2 separate regions of the Macaca mulatta genome follow, and region 2 is linked to region 1. A link is a contact called in public Hi-C data. All regions are on one chromosome and are shown on one strand. Each heading gives the region's core, a stretch centred on a gene start, on an enhancer-like site or on the middle of the called end of the contact. The rest is flanking DNA. Distances are from core to core; before and after follow the strand shown. Region 1 holds the start of LOC106998946. Region 2 holds the start of HSPA4 (heat shock protein family A (Hsp70) member 4).

Region 1 (4,343 bases), core at 1,592-4,091:
GAATACATGAAGTTCTCTTACCTGTCCTAGGAAATGATTATTGAAGTAATTAGTTTAAAACAGTATCCACTAATAAGCTATGTTTCCTTGCCTAAAAGCCACCAACATCGTTCATTAAGCACTCCAAGAGAGAAAAAGTTACATAAAATGCCTTCTGTCAGAACATTCCTCAGGTTACAGATTTTTTTTTTTTTTTTTTTTTTTGAGATGGAGTGTTGCTCTGTTGCCAGGCTGGAGTGCAGTGGCGCGATCTCGGCTCACTGCAACCTGCGCCTCCCAGATTCAAGTGATTCTCCTGCCTCAGCCTCCCAAGGAGCTGGGACTACAGGTACACGCCACCACGCCCAGCTAATTTTTGTGTTTTTAGTAGAGACGGGGTTTCACCATATTGTCCAGGATCGTCTTGATCTCTTGACCTCGTGATCCTCCCGCCTTGGCCTCCCAAAGTGCTGGAATTACAGGCATGAGCCACTGAGTCCGGCCAGGTTACAGATTTTTTAACAAAGAATAGCTGATAAAGCAGGTAGTTAGGTAAGATTTTTTTTCTTCAAAAATAGAATAGGTAGTTCTAGTATTAAAATGTTTCGGAATACTCTGGAATTGAATTTGGTGGTTCTAATATTTTCTGTGCCCCTGTACTGTTAAAATTTCCAAGATATGATACCAGTGAAAATGAATATCAAGACAAATAGGAATGCAGATGATGTGCCAAAACTCAGTAACTGGAGCATATATTACTGCTCTCTTCCATATATTAGAGTAACACTTCAAATAACCAAGAAGGGTATGTATAGGGAGTTAACAACAAGTAGGAGTGCTTTTCTTTTTTTTTTTTTTTTTTTTTTTTGAGACGGAGTCTTGCTCTGCCGCCCAGGCTGGAGTGCAGTGGCCGGATCTCAGCTCACTGCAAGCTCTGCCTCCCGGGTTCATGCCATTCTCCTGCCTCAGCCTCCCGAGTAGCTGGGACTACAGGCGCCCGCCACCTCGCCCGGCTAGTTTTTTGTATATTTTAGTAGAGACGGGGTTTCACCATGTTAGCCAGGATGGTTTCGATCTCCTGACCTCATGATCCGCCCGTCTCGGCCTCCCAAAGTGCTGGGATTACAGGCTTGAGCCACCGCGCCCGGCCTCTTTTTTTTTGAGACAGAATCTCACTCTGTCGCCCAGGCTGGAGTGCAGTGGCGCCATCTCCGCTCACTGCAAGCTCCGCCTCCCATGTTCACGCCATTTTCCTGCCTCAGCCTCCCTTGTAGCTGGGACTACAGGCACCTGTCACCACGCCCGTCTAATTTTTTGTATTTTTTTTTTTTAGTAGAGATGGGGTTTCACCGTGTTAGCCAGCATGGTCTCGATCTCCTGACCTCATGATCTGCCCGCATCGGCCTCCCAAAGTGCTGGGATTACAGGCGTGAGCCACCACGCCTGGCCAGTAGGAGTGCTTTTCTTAAACCAAAGGAAAAAGCGGCAAGCTAACAGGCCAGGTTAGCTTTATGCAGTCTTTAGTCACCAGCTTTCACAATAACTGAGACTAGCTAACACCCTCCCAGAAATCAAATAGAATTGTTCCAACTTATCAGAGGAAATGAATAAGGGAATGGGTAAAACATAATAAGAATGCAGGAGAGCTGGGAACCTTTATATCACATAGAAAAGTCTTTATAGTGAGATATCTGTAGAATAAAGCTAAAGTAAAAAAAAAAAAAATCTAAGTCATCAATTTTTTATAGTACATGCTGTACTTCTGGGTCATTGTCCAGGTGTGCTCTCAATACTTCAGAATACCTCTTTGATTGTATTAAAATACCACAAAGAAAAGTCAAGTCCTCATAGATTCTGAACTCCATTCTAAACCAGTAGATGGCCACAAAGGAAGAAATACCTGTTTTATTTGTTCCTCTTAGGTACACATAAAACCATGGCATTTACCTTACCTTCTCAAAAAAGGCAAAATGCATAACTTCTAGAAAGCTTCATATTCTGTCTCATCTTCTGAAACTGATTGGTTTTTCCCTTTCAAATACTGATCCTTTGCTCATACAGCTTTACCTTTTTGTGAAATCTTAGATAACTTGATAGAACAATTTCAAGTTCAAAATATTATCACATTCAAATTCAATCTAGTAATTGTGCAAAATACTGAGGAAGATAAAAAGAGGAATAAATATAGTACTTCCTCAAAGACCCTGTAACAGATCTATAAGAAAATTATTATGCATCCCTCAATATCTGCAAGAGACAGAAAAAAAAGAAAATTACAATGCAAAATATATAGTGGGCTTCTGTTTGTTTTGAGACATCGCCCAGATTGGCCGGGCACAGTGGCTCACGCCTGTAATCCCAGCACTTTGGGAGGCCGAGGCGGGCAGATCACAAGGTCAGGAGTTCGAGACCAGTCTGACCAACATGCTGAAACCCCGTCTCTTCTAAAAATACAAAAAAAATCAGCCGGGAATGGTGGCATGCACCTGTAGTCCCAACTACTCAGGAGGCTAAGGCAGGAGAATCGCTTGAACCCAGGAGGCAGAGGTTGCAGTGAGCAGAGATCAAGCCACTGCACTCCAGCGGTGTGATCTTGGCTTACTGCAACCTCTGCCTCCCGGTTCAAGCGATTCTTAAGCGATTCTCGTAGCTCAGCCTCTGAAGTAGCTGGGACCACAGGCGTGTACCACCATGCCTGGCTAATTTGATTGTCATGCATCAGCCTCTCAAGTAGCTGGAACTACAGGTGTGCACCACCACACTTGGCTAACTTTTGTATTTTTAGTAGAGATGGGGGTTTCACTATGTTGGTCAGGCTGGTCTCGAACTCCTGACCTCAGGTGATCCGCCACCTTGGCCTCTCAAAGTGCTAAAGTGCTAGGATTACAGGCGTGAACCACCAGGCCCGGTTGCAGAATATATTGTTACGAAAAGGATACAACAACTCAAGAGTATACAGAAGAGAATGTATCAACCTGAATGTGAGAATCTGACAAGTAGAAAGTGATTCAGAACAAAAATATTCTACCTTTAAGAATTCTTAATTACACAGCTTCACCTTACACTCCCAAACTGTAGATCATGTTCCAATTAACACAGCTAGGCTCTTTTTTCAGACACCCTATCTTGTCCCCACTTGAAGCAAAATTTTATTTAAAGTAAAATTTGCCTACTGTTTCTACAGAGCTAACAAAAATCAAAGTACCAGCCTGCAAACCACCACAAATTGAAAGAAACTGCTGGTAATAAAAAAAAGAAAAATTTGACTGCTACCAGGATTTTAGTAAGTTAACGCTGAAAAATAACTTAAAATAACTTATTGGGAATTGTTTTTATATTTAGGAGCTGAAAGATGCAGTGATAACAAGGAAAACGAACCTGAGAAATTTAAATAAGCCAGCTTTGTTGAAAACCAAGTGGCCACTTGCCAACACTTCTTTATGCACATATGACCAAAGATGATTCTAGGCAGACTCACAGACCACAAAGGCTCTTTATCAAATCCCGAATTAAGAAAGTTCTCATAAATATTTCAATTTTGATAAGTTAAAGGCCAGTTGAGTTTTAAAAAGCACTTTATGAAGCGCAGAATCAATATAGAAACGAAGCTTTGCGCTTTTCACATCTGAGCCCTAAAACTAGCACACATTTTATGTTACATTTACAGTCGATTCACAGACAATAGCTTAGATTCCATCAAGAAAAACATTGGTCAATGGAAAAGTGACTGGCCTTAGTTTAAAATTTCCATATGGCCAGCAGGGAAGAAACCGCATAATTCTGAATTACAACTGACAAAACTACGAGAACCCTAAATCGAACTCTTCGCCTTGAACTCCATATACAAACATTTCAGATGTGTACTTCCACTTCCTGAAAATAATATTGTTTGTAAACGAAAAGGCAATAAGGTTACTCCCAAAACTCCTGTACTCCATGATCCATCCTCAAAGAGTGGAAGAAACAGCAAAGTAGAAGGAACAAAGCACTGACGTCAATTACGAGATTAACCCCAAGCACAGGCAGCTGGAGGAAAGGCCTAAACATCAATATCCACGCACAAGCTACTGGGATAACTAGGTAACAGACCGATTCGGAAGTTGTGGGGGGCAGTATTCGAGAATTATACCCCCCACGTTCCCATTTTTAGTCAATCCCCTTCACAAGTCGAAGGCGGAAATTTTTCCTTTTTTTTTTTTTTTTTTTTTTTTTGCGGGGGTGGGGGTGTGGGAGAGGTGCGCAGGATCGCGAGAAGGAAAGCGAGAACTAGTTGGGTAATGTTAGCCAGAATCTGGGCCTATTTTCTCTTTAAGTAGAAATAATTTGAAATTGAGGAGGATATGAAAAAGTAACAAATCAGCCGA
Region 2 (4,873 bases), core at 772-3,271, 83 kb after region 1:
ATTCTGAATATAAAATTAAAAAAATTTTAAAAAAATATTTTTGATTTGACTTTTCACTTAGCATATTTTCAAGGTTCATTAATGCTGTAGCATTTATCAGACTTTCATTCCTTTGTCTTTTCAAGGCTGTATAATGTACTGTTGCGTGTATACACTAAATTTAGAAAACTAATTAATCTGTCAATGGACATGTGGGTTGTTTCCTCCTTTTAGCTGCTGTGAATAAGCTACTATGAACACGGGTATACAACGTACAAATATGTCCCTGCTCTTGTTTTTCCAAAGGCTGCTCCTTGCTGCCTCCACTCTTTTTACTCCCAGTACCCTTTTACAGGTAGCACCTGGTACTTGTCTTTGAAGTAAACACAGGTTTTAATTAGGCAAAATGTGAGAAATGTGTGGCCATTTGCAAGTTTTAATGGTAATCAACCCGGGTTTGGGGTTGCTCCTATAAAGTGAAGTACCTCCTGAGGTGGCAGGAAATGCAGGTATTTAAAGGGAAGGGCATACCAGGGCAATGTAATTTCTTCTTTGCTCATTCACTTTTAAAATGGCTGAAGGGCAGGTACTCTAGCCTTGAGACCTTCAACTCATGGTGTACCCTCCAGCAACAGAGAACTTCTTTTTAGTCCTTAAACTATGATCTCTATTGCTAGTTTTTCAAACTTGAACACAGCCTTTTCCTTTTCTGGGAAGTTGTCCTAGTCTCCACCATTCTGTGCATATAGCACTTGCCGTTCTGTACTGGGGTCACCTTTACTTGTTTAGCCACCCTCATGATGGGGATGATCCTGGTTTTGTAGAAGTGAAACTTATATACCATTGGGGGGCCCTAAACAAAACAAATAATTAAAATGACAAATCCCAACACATTACTAGAGACTTGGAGATTCAGATCCTCCTTCTTAGATCTCTCTGGGTAACTTATTAGAAATGCTTACATAGATTTGCTTCCTAATCCCTGGGGCCCATGCTTTCTACAGTCTACAGTAACAGGACTGGAGAAAAACACCCGAAACTCTATGAACAAGAAATTGTCGATCCCACGGAAGCCACTGTAAAACCGAAGAGGAAAGATGGACCGAACCTGAACTAGTTACAATCTAAACCCCTCCTGGGATTACCCCTACCCAGTCCCCTCCCTCACCACACTCCTCTTATGAGGAACCTCTCCACAACTCTCAGCAACTACCTGTTCTCCCAGGAGGCCATGCAAGCGAAGGGTCCTGAAGCTTAAGATTTATTAGCTTCATATAAAGGTCTGAGCGGACCTTTCAGGCCAGGCAGCGTATCACTTGCCTATGTTCCTTGCATCCAGGTTAGGGCCTACCACAGGGCAGGTTCTTGGAATGTGCTGGGGATTAAAGGCTTAAGTCCTGCGGGCCCCTCAATCTGATCTAAGGACACGAGTGGCTTAGAGAACGGCGCGACAAGGCTGAGCGAAAGAAAACAAGGTGGTGTGGCTGGGAGTGGGCTCCTTCCCTCCGCTGGTGAGGGTGTGATCTTAGACTCTTGACAGAACAGGACATAAGGGCCGCGTTCCAACGGCGGCCTTCTCCCCTACCGGGGATAAGAACAGAAAGCACCCTGTGGGATCTGCAGAACAGCTCGCGTCTCATTCCAGGCGCCCGACAAGATGGAATGCAAGACACCCCACTACCGGAAGTGTCTTTGAGAGTTAAAAAAAAAAAAACGGCGGAAGTAGGCCGCAGCGCTTCCTCAGTATAGTCCCTCAAGTCGGCTCGCCTACTTTCTACGGGAAAGGGAGGTCCTCCACATTTCCATGCAGCTGTGCAGCGCCGCGGGTTCCACGCGCAGGCTCGGTTGGCCAATTGCACCTCCCAGCCATCTTTTAGCCACCCAGTCCTTTCCCAGGTTCTCGAGCCAGGACGTGACGTATTCATACGTACGGGGGACGGGACCTGAAGGGGAAAAGCGTTTGAGCCGGGATATCGCGAGAACATTTCGTTCTTTCGTAGTTCTCGTGCTGCGGCTCAGCTCTCGTCGCAACGAGATCTTTCGAGATCTTCTCCGCCCCCGCTACCGGCGCCTCCTCTGCGGCCACTGAGCCGGAGCCGGCCTGAGGAGCGGTCTCGGTTGCAGTCCCCACTGGAAGGACCTAGGCGCTCGCGTGGACGCCGCACGCCCCTCAGTAGCCTCGGCCCAAGAGGCCTGCTTTCCACGCGCTAGCCCCGCCGGGGTCCGTGTCCTGTCTCGGTGGCCGGACCCGGGCCCGAGCCCGAGCAGTAGCCAGCGCCATGTCGGTGGTGGGCATAGACCTGGGCTTCCAGAGCTGCTACGTCGCTGTGGCCCGCGCCGGCGGCATCGAGACTATCGCTAATGAGTATAGCGACCGCTGCACGCCGTAAGTGTGGGCCGGGCCGGCCGCGTGCACTGGGGTGAGGAGCTAATGCTTGTTCCAGTCTGGGACCCTCGCTGCTTGGGGAACGCGGGCCGAGGAGTCTCCTCCGTTCCAAGCCGAGGTCCCGGTGGGTCAGGGACCCCCACTGGGTACTAGGACACTAGGGGCCGCGACCCACTATGAGCGTGGGTGTGTGCTAAGCGCGAGGCCTTTTCCCCGGTGACCAGCCGGCCTAAGGAAGGCTTCTGGCCGGTACGCGGACCAGCGGAGGGCACGGATAGGAACTGGAAGGACTGCAGGCGTAGGATGTAAACGGATCGCGGTCCTTTTCTGGAGGGCAGAGACCAGGCCCAGGTCGTACTGAGTCTTGTGAGTCCAACAGAGAGCTCAGAACTTTGCACACAGCAGGCGCTTAATAATAGTTGAATTGAACGGGTTCTGGGGCTTGCCAGCCTCGAGACCGTGGAGCGGTCAGCGTCCCACGTGAGTGGGGGCGGGGCAGCGCCCGGAAGAGAGCGAGCTGGAGCAGCCTCAGGCTCGGATTCCGGATGGACTCGGGATCTTGAGATTGGGGTGGCACGGATAGGAATTTAATAAAACCGGTGCTCTTACGGTAACTTTACAGTCGCTTTTGTTTTCCACATTATTTCGGGGTATTGTACTATATTGGGTCATCCTCTGTTTTGTGCGCGTTAACCCCTCAATAGGGTTGCACTTTCCTGATAATGCATTCTAACCAGCGTGTTGGCCACTATTGTTAGTGGCTCAAGGGCCCTCGTTGACTTCTAGAACCCATAGTAAGTTTTGGGACCAGCACAGACATAGCTCTAAAAAATGGTGAGTCACTCAGGTCATTCATTGGTTACAGTAAAAGAGTCTGCCTTTCGAATACATGTAGATACATTTTAATCCATTGTCATGTTCTTAGACAAAACCTTGTAAGAAGTTCTGTATTTTCCATTCAGGGTCTCAATTCTTTTTTTTTTTTTTGAGGCAGAGTCTTACTCTGGCTACAGGCTGGAGTGCAGTGGTGCGATCTTGGTTCACTGCAGCCTCGACCTCCCTGGCTCCTGGCTCAGGTGATTCTCCCACCTCAGCCTCCTGAGTAGCTGGCATTGCAGGCCTGTGCCACCATGCTAGGCTAATTTTCTGCATTTTTAGTAGAAATGGGGTTTCACTATGTTCACTCAGGCTGGTCTCGAATTCCTGGACTCAACCAGTCCTCCAGCCTCGGCCTTCCGGAGTGCTGGGATTACAGGCATGAACTGCCGCGCCCTGTTCAGGGGCTCAGTTGTTACTGATTGATTGATTGAGGTGGAGTCTCGCTCTGTCGCCCAGGCTGGAGTGCAGTGGCATGATCTCGGCTCACTACAACCTCGGCCTCTGGGGTTCATGCGATTCTCCTCCCTCAGCCTCCTGAGGAGCTGGGATTACAGGCTCGTGCCACCAAGCCCGGCTAAATTTTGTATTTTTAGTAGAGACAGGGTTTCGTTGAGTTGCCCAGGCTGGTCTTGAACTCCTGACCTCAAGTGATCCTCCTGCCTCGGCCTCCCAAAGTGCTAGGATTATAGGAGTGAGCCACGGTGCCCGGCCCCAGGGACTCAATTTTAAGGTCCATTATTTTCACCCTGAATTTTTGTCACATTTCTTCAGCAGGTTTCAGCCAAACTAGATTGTTCAGAAGTCTCACATTTCCCTTCTGATTGTCAAATTTCTGCACCCTCCCCACCTCCTAACCCAGGTGCTTCCCCTGAAAACTCATCCCAGAAACCAAAACTGTAGTTTGCTGGCCCTTTGCTGAGTTTAGTCTTGTTAGCAGCTCTATTAAGGTGTCTTGTCTTTTTTTTTTTTTTTTTTTTTTTTTTTTTTGAAAAGGAGTCTCGCTGCTCCCTACGCTGGAGTGCAGTGGCGTAATCTCGGCTCACTGCAGCCTCTGCCTCCTGGGTTCAAGCGATTGTCCTGCCTCAGCGTCCCAAGTAGCTGGGATTACAGGTGTGCACCACCACGCCTGGCTAGTTTTTGTCTTTTTTAGTAGAGACGGAGTTTCACCATGTTGGCCAGAGTGGGCTTGAACTCTTGATCTCAAGTGATCCGCCTAGCTTGGCCTTACAAAGTGCTGGGATTACAGGAGTGAGCCACTGCACTCGGCACAGTTTTATTAAGGTTTAATTCATATACTATACAATTTACCCAGTTGAAGTGATCATTTTCAGTGTAGTCACAAAACAATGCAACCATTACTGTAATCAATTTTAGAACATTTTCATCACTCCCCCCAAAAGCCCTGTGCCCTTTAGCAGTCTATTTTCCCTATTTGTACTTTTTAACAATAGGTAGTCTAACTTGTATCTCCAGGGAAGTGTATCGTGCTCTTTTTTTAAGCATTAAAGTTTGTTTTTAAGCAATTTAGTATTTATTTGAGAATATCTTTGGATCCGTGTTTTCTTGGGTCTGTAAAATGTCTCCCCCAAGGAACTGAAAAGGCTAAAGCGCTGAGTTAATGTATTTAGT

What was found. Hi-C and Micro-C count contacts between places; a contact is called where the count stands out from the background.
Region 2: a Hi-C map of CD4 T cells shows a contact between it and region 1, with 4 times the contacts expected there. The contact joins the promoter of HSPA4 here to the promoter of LOC106998946 in region 1. A contact is called at or near these places in 3 of 14 Hi-C or Micro-C datasets (CD4 T cells, blood and fetal cortex germinal zone).

What each region holds. Positions count from the first base shown.
Region 1 is chr6:141,864,132-141,868,474 of T2T-MMU8v2.0, forward strand. LOC106998946 reads right to left here and starts at 2,842. Exons shown (of 1, transcript XM_015140775.3): 1 at 1,967-2,842. The coding sequence starts at 2,698. The coding sequence ends at 2,090. The region is part of intron 1 of AFF4 (ALF transcription elongation factor 4); the gene reads right to left.
Region 2 is chr6:141,948,140-141,953,012 of T2T-MMU8v2.0, forward strand. It overlaps HSPA4 (heat shock protein family A (Hsp70) member 4), which reads left to right and starts at 2,022. Exons shown (of 19, transcript XM_078005174.1): 1 at 2,022-2,975.